4 separate regions of the Zea mays genome follow, and all the other regions are linked to region 1. A link is a contact called in public Hi-C data. All regions are on one chromosome and are shown on one strand. Each heading gives the region's core, a stretch centred on a gene start, on an enhancer-like site or on the middle of the called end of the contact. The rest is flanking DNA. Distances are from core to core; before and after follow the strand shown.

Evidence for each region. Hi-C and Micro-C count contacts between places; a contact is called where the count stands out from the background.
Region 2: a Hi-C map of leaf shows a contact between it and region 1, with 6 times the contacts expected there. The contact joins the promoter of LOC100502223 here to the enhancer-like site in region 1. A contact is called at or near these places in 8 of 25 Hi-C or Micro-C datasets (bundle sheath, ear, leaf and 3 more).
Region 3: a contact with region 1 is called in a Hi-C map of bundle sheath, with 2.5 times the contacts expected there. The contact joins the promoter of LOC100273148 here to the enhancer-like site in region 1. A contact is called at or near these places in 4 of 25 Hi-C or Micro-C datasets (bundle sheath, ear, leaf and 1 more).
Region 4: a contact with region 1 is called in a Hi-C map of ear, with 1.7 times the contacts expected there. The contact joins the promoter of LOC100192599 here to the enhancer-like site in region 1. A contact is called at or near these places in 2 of 25 Hi-C or Micro-C datasets (ear and leaf).

The regions. Positions count from the first base shown.
Region 1 is chr5:144,124,545-144,127,244 of Zm-B73-REFERENCE-NAM-5.0, reverse strand. No RefSeq gene overlaps it. Among protein-coding and RNA genes, the nearest start is that of LOC100274679, 83 kb to the left of the region's middle. Within about 2 kb of position 1,309, at least 15 of the 20 cell types and tissues checked have an H3K27ac peak or open chromatin away from gene starts, as enhancers often do. A contact at or near this core is called in bundle sheath, ear, leaf and 2 more, where this site is marked.
Region 2 is chr5:143,970,844-143,973,543 of Zm-B73-REFERENCE-NAM-5.0, reverse strand. It overlaps LOC100502223 (EKC/KEOPS complex subunit Tp53rk), which reads left to right and starts at 1,390. Exons shown (of 5, transcript XR_004849579.1): 1 at 1,390-1,697.
Region 3 is chr5:144,350,937-144,353,636 of Zm-B73-REFERENCE-NAM-5.0, reverse strand. LOC100273148 (putative protein phosphatase 2C family protein) reads left to right here and starts at 1,407. Exons shown (of 8, transcript NM_001360217.1): 1 at 1,407-1,936. The coding sequence starts at 1,617.
Region 4 is chr5:143,937,306-143,940,005 of Zm-B73-REFERENCE-NAM-5.0, reverse strand. LOC100192599 (Rhodanese-like domain-containing protein 4 chloroplastic) reads right to left here and starts at 1,288. Exons shown (of 9, transcript NM_001137814.1): 1 at 600-1,288. The coding sequence starts at 1,195.

The sequences.
Region 1 (2,700 bases), core at 60-2,559:
GAGGCTAAGCTTACCCATGACGAGGCATGTGGCCAGTTAAAAGGTCCTAGATCATGTAAACCAACAATCGTTATGGTCCTTACACGACATAGACGGGCGACCTTTCCTGCTCACGTCTGGTCCCAATTTGAACTATTTCTCAAAACCTTGTACCTATCGGAGGTACCATGCTTGAATGATGAAGTTAATAAGGCCTTTGATAATTTCATCACTCCAAGCCCTTTTTCTTTGTAAAAACATGATTAATACATCAAAACATTTTGTTCCTAATCTATCAGCATACTAAGCATGTCTACATTTTTAAATCAGTTATCAAGCATGGTAATCAATAGTTCAAGCAAGTTATGCAGCAAAGGTTTAATCATTCAACCCTTATCACCTAATGAATCATATAAGTGATAAAAGTTTTTAAAAGCACAAGGAATTTGTTGAATGCACTAGGGCATGCCTTGATGAGGAGGAGAGTCAAGCTCTTCTACCAAAATATTGCAGTTGGCAGCAAAACCTACTGGAGCACCTTCAGGAGGACCTTCGGGAACAACTTCAGTTGGAGAAGCTTCAGATGGAGGAACTGGTTCCTCTTCCACTTCTTCTTCTAGGTGTTCTACAACTCAATCACATGTATATGAATGCTTACGTAATGATATGCCATGCAAACTCTCACCAGGGAGATGTGGAAAACTTAAATACTCTTAAATAAGCATATGATAATTATACTCATATTTCTAGGTTACTTAATGTTGGCTCAAAGTGATCAAACTAAACTTACTTCAGAAAATCAGAGAACTAAATATTCTAAAGCTTGTCAACCTTGCTGCTTAACGTTTTGGATTATTTAAGTTTTATCTAAACCTATATTAGTATCAGGGTTTAGGAGTTTCAATATCCACATTTAGCTAGTTTATGGTTTTCTGGACAAATCGACTCCAAACAGTCTAAGATTTTTACCAGGGGTTAATCTAATGGTAAATAATTCTTCCACAAGTGTTCATCATTTTTGGTCTTTTGGTTTTATTTCTAAAATTATTTTAAGCGTCCTAAGGGTACTTTTAAATGACTAAGAATTCACCTTTTTCTGAAAAAATACTAGGAATAATTTTAATAGGAACTACGCAATTTTGTGGACTCTACAAAATTGGTTTGGTAATTTTTGCAGTTTTCTACAATTTGTGATGAATTTTGCAATCTGCTACCAAAAATCAAAAGAACTACCTACACTGGGCCGAAAACTCAGACTCGGCCCACGAGTGCACGGGAAACCGGCCCTACGACCAGCAGTCCGTGCCCGCACTCGCAACTTTACATCTACGCCGCCACTGCGCTAGCAAATCTATTAGGAGTCTGAAACCCTATTCCTTTGTCTCACTAACATGTGCACCGAGACCCTTCTTCTTTCTTTTATTCCCAACATTAGGTCCCTGATTTAACCCCGACGAGCGCCGGCCAACCGCCATGCAAACCCGCCGGTGACGGCCTCCTCTGACGAAGCTAAACACCCAGACGTGATCCCCGAGGATGACACACCCATAACCCGCAGTGAACCGGACTAAGATGACATATAGCCTTACTATCCATGGCGGTGGCAGCATACCGACCTCCGGCGAGCCCAAACCATGGTCTAGGGCATGGTAGCGTTCAATCCAAAACTATGGTGAGTACCAGTGATCTATCTAGCACACGGTGCTCACATAAGTTTACCCGGGAAGGACATGGTTTGGTCAGTCCACACGAAGGTGGTCCGCGGCGGCATCCTGGACAAACCCGACGGCGTTCTAGCTGGGATACCACGGTAGCGTTCAAAAGGGAAACGCCATGAGCATCACCATCACATATGGGTTATGAAACGCGAACAACTTGAACATATTACGTTCTAGGTAAGGCTGACCACGGGGAGAGGTGGGTGATTCGGTGGGTGTGGTCACCACTGCCAGGGTTTTCTTCGAGTTCAAGCTTTCACAGCTTAGTAACCAGGTTCCTGGATCGATGGGATCGAGGTACGGGAACATGGTACACGGTACGCTACTAAAACTAGGTTTTAACACTACGGGAACGAGATTGTTCTCACGTTCCCGGAACGAGGAACGTGGCCACGTTCACAGTTCCCGGTTACTAAGTTTCACAGTGAACCAAAGGAATGGGGAAAGATGGAGGAGGTAGGTGTAAGGGATCAACAAGGACATGGTGAAACTGCTATGGGATCGACATGGCATGGGGAGGTTCAGCTCTTTGGTTTTTGGATGATTATGAACAGTCACCCAAGGCTGGAGTTTCTGGGTTTTTTGCCTGAGACTTAGCAAGGGTTAACTACACTAATAGGTCTCCCAATATTACTGCATGGTCAACATGCAAGGAGAGGGCTTAGAGGGGTAGCAGATGTGGAAAAAGCTCCTATGGACAGCAAGAGGGGCTGACAGACAGACCACACAGCCACAAGTGTGCTCAATTCACCACACCCTCCAGCTCATCCAAAAATAGTGCATGATGTACACATATTTTTCACACCACAATGCTTTAGCCTTCATCTTTATCCTTCAGTTAACTAGAAGTAACTGAGGCACATGAGGGAGGAAGATATTTTCAGAGTATTGGACTGTTCTGAACTCCATCAGTTTAACAACAGGACCCAGTTCACCCCGCAGTTTCTCACATTTCCACACAAGGATCGACCTGTCTTGCTTAAACAATATTGTTCACCAATTG
Region 2 (2,700 bases), core at 141-2,640, 150 kb after region 1:
AGGGTGTTGGATTTCATTGACTCAAAACGTAAGCAATTTCTTTGGGCTGGTTCAGAGAGATTAACCGGCGGTAAATGCAAAGTCAACTGGGTCTGTGCAGCAAGACCAAAACAATACGGTGGTTTAGGCATTCTGCACCTTGGTTTTTTCTCACGGGCCTTACGCCTCAGATGGTTGTGGCAGGAGGCCAAACTGTTAAATACTTAGAGGATGGCGAAAGATATACCTTGCAATATGTTGGACAGGAGACTGTTTGCAGCAGCAACCTCAGTCAGGGTGGGGGATGGTAAGTCTTCTTTGTTCTGGGAAAGTGCCTGGCTAAGGGGTATGACACCTAGAGACACCTTCCCTTTGACCTACTCCATTTCTAACGGCAAAAATAGATCCATCCATGAGGCTCTCTCAAACAACCGATGGATTCAGGACCTACATTTTAATCACAATGATTTTTCTGCCGCGCACATACACGAATATTGTCAATTATGGTGCGAGGTAAATCAGCTCCGCTTAATGCACAATACCCCCGACCTTATCAAGTGGAAGTTTACTATGAGTGGCCAGTACACAACTCAGTCAGCCTACCAAGCGCAATTTTATGGCTCCACATGCAGGAATTTTAATAGTATAATTTGGAGAGCTTGGGCGCCACCAAAGTGCAAATTCTTCAGTTGGCTTGCTGTTCAAAATAGAGTTTGGACAGCAGACAGGTTGGCAAGAAGGGGATGGCCTCATAATCCGCGTTGTGTCCTATGCGCCTCATGCCCAGAATCTGGACTACATCTTTTTGCTGAATGTTGCTTCACCAGACATATTTGGGCTGATTTGAGTATTTGGGCTGCAATTACGGAGATCCATCATTCTTCTTGGCAACCTGTAGATTCGGTGCACCAATGGTGGTCGAATCTTGCAACATCCGCAGTGAGAAGCGTGAAGGGATTGCGAACCCTCATCATCCTCGTGTCTTGGACAATTTGGTGTGAGAGAAACTCGCGAATCTTTGAGCACAAAGAGAAGACCGTGACACAGACTATAGCGATGATTAAGGAGCAAATCCGCCTGTGGATTCTAGGAGGAGCAAAACACTTAGCAAGGCTGGTGTAGGTTTTGGGGAAGGGGAGGGGTTGGTTTTGGGACATTTGTGTCACCATACTTAATGTCTCCTTCCCTAGTGTGATGTACTTGTATATTTTAGCCCTCGCTGGCTCTCACCCTCTTTTTAATATAACAGGCAATTCTCTTGCCAGTTTTCAAAAAAATGTAGGCGTCCACAAAAGCTTTTGGTGCACGGTTCTGCCGAGGATCCCCGTCATAAACGCCCGCCATCGGATCGGACCCATACGCGATATCAGCACCGTCCGTCATGCAAGGTTGCCGAGGCCGCCATCAACGTCATCCTCCCGCAATCCCCGCCGACTGCCTTGCCTGCCCTTCCATCCTCCTCCCCACCCCTCCTTCCATCCTCGCCCGCGCGCTCCGCACGCATTCCATCCATGCTAGCCTACAGCAACAGACGCCCATCCCTGTCGTCGCGCTCGCCTCCCTCCTCTTTGTTGCCTCCGCGTCGGCCTCCACCCCGCTCTTCGACGCGTTTGCCGCCGACTCAGATTTCTGGTGCACTCTCTTCTCTACGGCGCGAGCAAGGGCGGCGCTTGCCATGGCATCGACGGGAACCAGGCATCACTCTTCCTATCTCTCTGGTACACATTTATTTCGTCTCACTCTGTGCTCGCATCTACCATGGACACTAGGGTCTAGAGTTTAGTAGCGCCGCCGCCAACATTCTCGCCGTTGTGACAAGCACCGACCGGTCCCTTCCCCCTCCCTCCTCTCGTCGGCGCCAGCGAGCCGCACGCCGTGTGTCGTGTGGGTCGGCTACCCGGGTATTGGCCACCAAGAGGAAGCAGCGCATCATCTACCTAGGCGACGGTCGCGGCTCTCTCGTGCCCCTGCTGAAGAGCTCTCTCGTGCCCCTACTATAGCTCCTTCTTTCTAAACACCACGGGCAAGGGCGCAAAGCATCGCGTGTTGTTGTTTCGAGATGCGTGGGCATGGCCGTGCTTTCCCTTCCGTTGGGGTCAAGCTGACCGGCCTCGTGTGCCCCGTACTCCCACCGCCATCCTGCACGCAAATCGCAAAAATCAGATAAAAAAGATTGGTTTTTCTCCCCGTTATCCTTTTCCCCCCACTAATCGCTTTAGGTTCTTGGTCAGGCGTTCCTACCGCTCTTCTTCCTCCCGTGTCGTCAGAGGAAGCCGCGAACAGCACGCAGGAATCAGGTGAGAAAGCGGCCACTCAACCTCCAACTTCCAGCTTTACTGCCATTAGTATTGTTCTTTCCAGCAAGATAGATGCTCGCCCGCTCTTTTGTTTGCTTGTTTGTTTGTTTCCCACTTTGGGGGAGAAATAAGGGATTTTTTTGTGTTGATGGCCAGGCGGTCTTGAGGACGAGGAGCTATAGGTGCAGGATGCAGTTGCCAGTGGTTCCAAGAGGAGCAAAGACTCCGCCGCCGCCGCCACACGCAGAGCCAATGTTAGCTCACCCTCTGTGGTTCACTCACACCCTGCCATCCTCCTTGCTCCCGCGCAGCAGATTCTAGAGGTTAAGCAAGCAGGTATCCTCTGTCCCTGATTCTTCTCTTCTTTCGTGTGGTAAAAAGATGCGCCATCTTTCCCATCAAATTGCTCCATGAGCAGCTAGCT
Region 3 (2,700 bases), core at 158-2,657, 230 kb before region 1:
GTACGACTAAGCACGACCCTATGGACAACATTAGAGGAACCATGCTACCCCAAGGGCCGTCGGTCGAGCACCCCCCAGCAGAATACAAAGTCCCCATTGTATAGTCCATCCCTTGAAGTATAAAAGGGAAGGACCCCTCTTTTTTGAACACACGAGCACACCAACTGTAACACGCTCAGAGCAATACTACGATCAGCACTACACTAGACTAGGGCGCAAGCCCTGAACCAGTATAACAACTGTCTCAAATCCACCACTCGAGTCACTGCGATCCACCATTCGAAGTGAGTCACTGCTAATCTCCCCACCGAACACTAATCTTACTGCCCCTGATTTCCGAAACCACGACAAGTACATATTCACACATTAGTTCTAACAAAAAAACATAATAATACTTACCTGAAAACTTGAATACTGTAAATTGACGTGTTTAAAAAATATATTAAGATTTAGGAAGGATACGTTCCTGACCATTGTTGACACGACATGCCTGTTAGCAAAGTTTGACATGTTCAAACTTGTCGGCATTTGCTTTGCTTTATACTTCAAACTAGAAAGCATGTCTTGGCGCTTATGTATCTCTTTATCAGTGTTGCACAAGTCAAAAGAAATCAATTTGAAGCAAAAGTGCTTCATAGTACACCAAAAAAAGATCAAAGTAAATGTCTGGACATCAAACTATGAAATTCTTTGTCAAGGAACAATATCTGCCGAGCATCTAGGCAGAGACGATGGGCGGATGGGGTAGGGGCCGAGGGGGCGCCATCACATGGTTGCGCCGTTTAGATCCACCACGCGAGTCGTCGTCCGGCGTGGAGGAGGCGCAAATCCTCGCAGAGCAGACACATGAGGTTGCTCAATGTCCCGCTTGGGGATGGCAGCGCGGTAGTCGCTGTGGCGTTGGCGGCGGCGGCGTGGGACAAGGGGCGGTGCTAGAGATGGCAAAGCCGTGACTAGGTCGGAGCTAGCAGCGGCTGAGTGGTGAGGAAGAAAGCATGGTGGGGGCCGCACAGGGAGGTGGAGAGGGCAAATGCGAGTGGCAGTTTAGATAGCGTCCCCCATCGTGCGGCGGGGGTGGCGAGCAGGGCTACGGGCACGAGGGCTGCGGGACAGGAACGCGCGGCAAGGGGTAGGCCGGGTGGAGGCACAACTTTGCCTCTGCACGTACCCTATCCGTTTTTAATAGGAGCAGAGAAGAGATTTCATTTATTGTTTAGATATATATATATAGATTAAAAATATATATATTTTAAAACTATTAAAGCAATCCTAAACACACCTTAAATTTCGTTGTAAAGTGGATTGCCAGCTCCTAAAGCATTGCAAGTTTTTTTAGCAGATGCATTTTTATTTCCATTGGCCAATCTAGGTATAGTTTTTTTAATCGGGCAACACCAATTATTGTCGATAATAGTTCCTTGAAAACCGGTGCCTTTTTCTAGCGGCGAGGAGGCAGGCGGTAGCGGAATCTGGCACCGGCCATCACGTCCCCTCCCGCCGCTTCCTCCTCCCTGCCCTACCTTTCCCCAGATCCGAATCCATTAAACCAGCGGATCTTGCATCGGGGCGCGTCCACGGCATCCGGGCAAGCGAGTGGTGGAGCCAGCAGCCATGAGATGGTATGCATCGGTAGCCTCCTGAGGGCGCTGGTGCTGCGTGCGGCGTCGTCTGCGGGCAGGCGCCGGGGGCCCAGGATTCTGTGTGGCCGCGCGACGGATGTGCGCGTGACGCCACGGCACGGACACGGCTGGCGCGGGTTCCGGGCGGTCACGGGAAGGATGATGCTGGACTCCTCTGAGTCTGCCTCTTCCGCCGCCGCCGCCGCCGCGGAGGCGGGAGCTGGGGCGGTGGCAGGCCAGGCGCAGCCGCAGCGCCGCGCGGTGGGGGCCGTGCCCCAGGCGCACGATGGTGGCTACGCCAGCGGCGGATGGGAGAGGTAACGTTTGTGCGTGTGGTTTGAGGCTTAACTAATGTAATCTGTCGGCACTGTTATGGTACGGAATGGGGCATTTGAACCGGTTAGAATACATTTGTGTGCAGTTTTGCATTGTGTTTTTTCTTGCCTGCAGCGCAGGAGACTAATTGGCCTGAACACCGAGAGTCATGCAAATGCACCTTGTGCTTTTTGTTACTACAGATGCGTTAGTCATGTGGCACCACATTCCTTTTACTATTCATTGCCGCACATTAGAATCTAAAACGATATTCTAAGATGTAAGTGAGCGGTTGGTGCCTTGCTTTTTTAGACATCGTTCTTATTAATAACAAACATAAACATATATTCATTTTATTTATTATAGTATTTTACTGCTAAGATGCTGCATTTTACTTTCCAGTAAGCCACTACTGTTAATTATTGTGAGTGGTTACTTGTACCACATCATGTTCATATAGGTTAAACTTAATTATAAGATTTTGGGGACACCAAATATGAACCAGTTAATTTGTTTCGGTTTTTGAATTCTAAATTTATCAAATATAAAGACTTTTAGTGCTAAAACTTTGTCACATTTATATGCAAGTACATGTATTGGTCTCGTGACCACATCATAAATCAACTTCTAAAGCTTGACACTCTGAGATACGCTTTTGCAGTTCTATATGTTGCACATAGAGGTCGGCAGATAGCCTATAGCAAATATGGTTTGCAAATTTGCACTCTGATGGCTCAGATAGTCAGATTAAGCAATCAGGATTATC
Region 4 (2,700 bases), core at 39-2,538, 190 kb after region 1:
ATTTAAAGAAACTGTTGGAGGGTATTTTTTACCAAAATCTATATTCCTATCAATTATAAAGAATATAAAGAGTTTTTTGGAGCTGCTCTTATTACATGAGAACTATTCAGCTTTCCACATTTGAAGGATGATTTTTTCACAAATAACTTTCTTTTGCATTGCTATACCAGCAAAATGATTTTATGATAGTTAAGAAAAATCAACTATGTGCTGATTCCGTGGCAGTCAAAATTTTCATAATTAGGAGGATTTCATCTTTGATCCTAAAAAACGAAAACAGACTAAATTTCAAGTTAATTTATTTTTTGAAATTTTGACACACCATGAGAGCCTGTACCTACTCTGCAGGATTGGTTCTTCAAATTTGATATGGACTCATTACCATAGACTAGTAGTCACTAATCAGAAGTGACAATGCAGAGGACTTGAAACAGTTAATACCATAGCTATTCGTTGGCATGCTGTTTTGAATGAAATGCAGAAAAATTGGTTTCTTCAAATTGTGATAAGGAGTTAATTAATCCAACTGGGAAATAACTAGAAGTATCTACACAGAACAAAGTACATTGCAGTTATTAACCAGGATCTGATGTTCTCACTTGTCAAGGATGATCAGCGTGGTGTTCTCCGGGTCCTTGAACTTTAGTGTCAACTTTTTCAAGAATCCGTTTTTGTCCTCCCCGTTGTAAGGTACGGCAGCAGCCTTCTTCTTAGCCTCCTTGAGATCAGGCGTGCCGGCCTCTCGTGCATCCTTGAGCGGCCTGATGTCGACGAGCTGCGCGTCGGGCTCCTCGAGCAGCCGCTGGTAGGCCGCCTTGGCGGACAGGACGGAGTAGGGCTTGGAGCTGCCGCCTCCGCCGAGAAGCTGCGCAAGGAGAAGCGGCACTGCGATGGCCGCGACGCCTGCCGCGACGACGAGAGGGTTATCGTTGACGAAGTCAACGAGCCCGTCGAGGCCGAGCTCCGGGAGCGCGAACCCGCCAACATCACCGCCGGAGTCGGACGAGAGGCGCAGCATCTCCTCGTAGGAGAGCGGCGCGGCGAGTGCGGCGCCGGCGCCGGCGCCCGCGTGCGCGAGGCCGAGCGCAGCTGAGAGGCGCGCGAGGCCCCCGCGGAGGCCGCTCCTCGGCTGCCTCCGAGGGCGCGTGGGACGAGTCAGTATCGTTGGCGCCGCGGAGGAGAGGATGACGGCCATGGCATAACGATGGCGGCAGCCTCCGGCGAGTGGCGGGGAGGCGGAGGCGCGGGGTCTACGGAGCGACGAGCCGACGAGACAGTGGCACTGGGGAGGGGCCGGGGGGCACCGCACCGCTGGGGATGAGGAGGTCGACAGGTGGTGGTGAGGTGCCCACTGGGAGGGGGCCACGTGGATAAAGAGATCAGAGCCGGCGGCCGTGTGCGCGAGAGGCTGGAAATTTCTCCGGACTGAGATGGGAATGGGACGGCGCTTTTTTGATGGAAAAAACAGCGATGCTAGTGTGTACCAGGGTTAAACTTTTCGTTATTTTTTAAGCTCATCGAAAACGAGTTTTTAAGCAAATTTCATTTTTTCCAACCGAGGCGGATTTTCAAATTTAGCAAAAACGAATTTCATATTTTCGGCCAAAAATCCTGTTTTTTCGAGCAAAAATCCAACTTTTTCGAAGATTTTTGTTGTTTTTACCTAAAAGTGATAACTAATTTTGGAAAAAACTAAACTTTTGATAGGATTTATTTGTGATGGGTATAATTTATGCTGCACAATAAATAATAATAGTTTCGCATATAACTTGTTCAACAAAATTAATATGCAACTAGTCGGTTGCCCGTGCGTTGCGACGGCTCACAAAAATATCCATCAAAAAGATGTCAAAAAATTTTATTGGTTGTCTCCGCTCTCCGCATAATATTTTTTTATTTGATTAACCGAGTCAATATCATGGTAAGGGAAAGGTCATGTAGACATGCGATGCCGAGCCATCGAACGAAAACTATAGGCAGCAAATCAGGGACCCCATCCCTCATCTCCCCCACTTCCAAGGTTTCGTAGAACAGAAAGGGAAGGGAAGAGGCAGTCATACATATTCGTTGCCGAAGAAGGGCACGACGAAGTCCTGGGCATCTGGAGTCGATATATGTAGTATACCGCTAGATACATATAGGGAGAAAGCACGCAAGCGGAGAAAGAAGCCTAACCGAAGCAGCTTTAAACCGAGAGGCACCCGCACCAGGCGTCAGTCCGAAAAGGGTGAGAAAATACGAGTGCCTTCCCAGCCCTAGACCCGCCGAGGCGACATAACACCACCACGAACTCCGTAATATATGTCGACTGCTGCCACGCTATGAGCCTTGGTTGTCCAATATCTCAGATCTGAACTCCTCATCGACAATATAACCTAAGCGTGGCCGGCGCCACTGTGTCCTCCTCGGTGGCACGCACGAAGAAAAAAGCCAGGAGCAAGACCGACTCGCCTGTACTCACGTCGACGAGCGCCGGTCGGCTCGCGGCTGTAACTATGGGCGGGGGCAGCAGGTTGGGGAGGAAGAACAGAGCAAAGGCCTAGAAGATGAACGGGACGCCCAACAATGACGAAAACGATGGTGCGTGTATGCTGTAAAACATCCTCGTGCACGTGCAATAGCCACTGCGCAGGTTGATATTGGGACTGGTGTCGGACGAATATGGGGAGGAGGCGCCTACTTCCATGCCCTCTTGTGAGA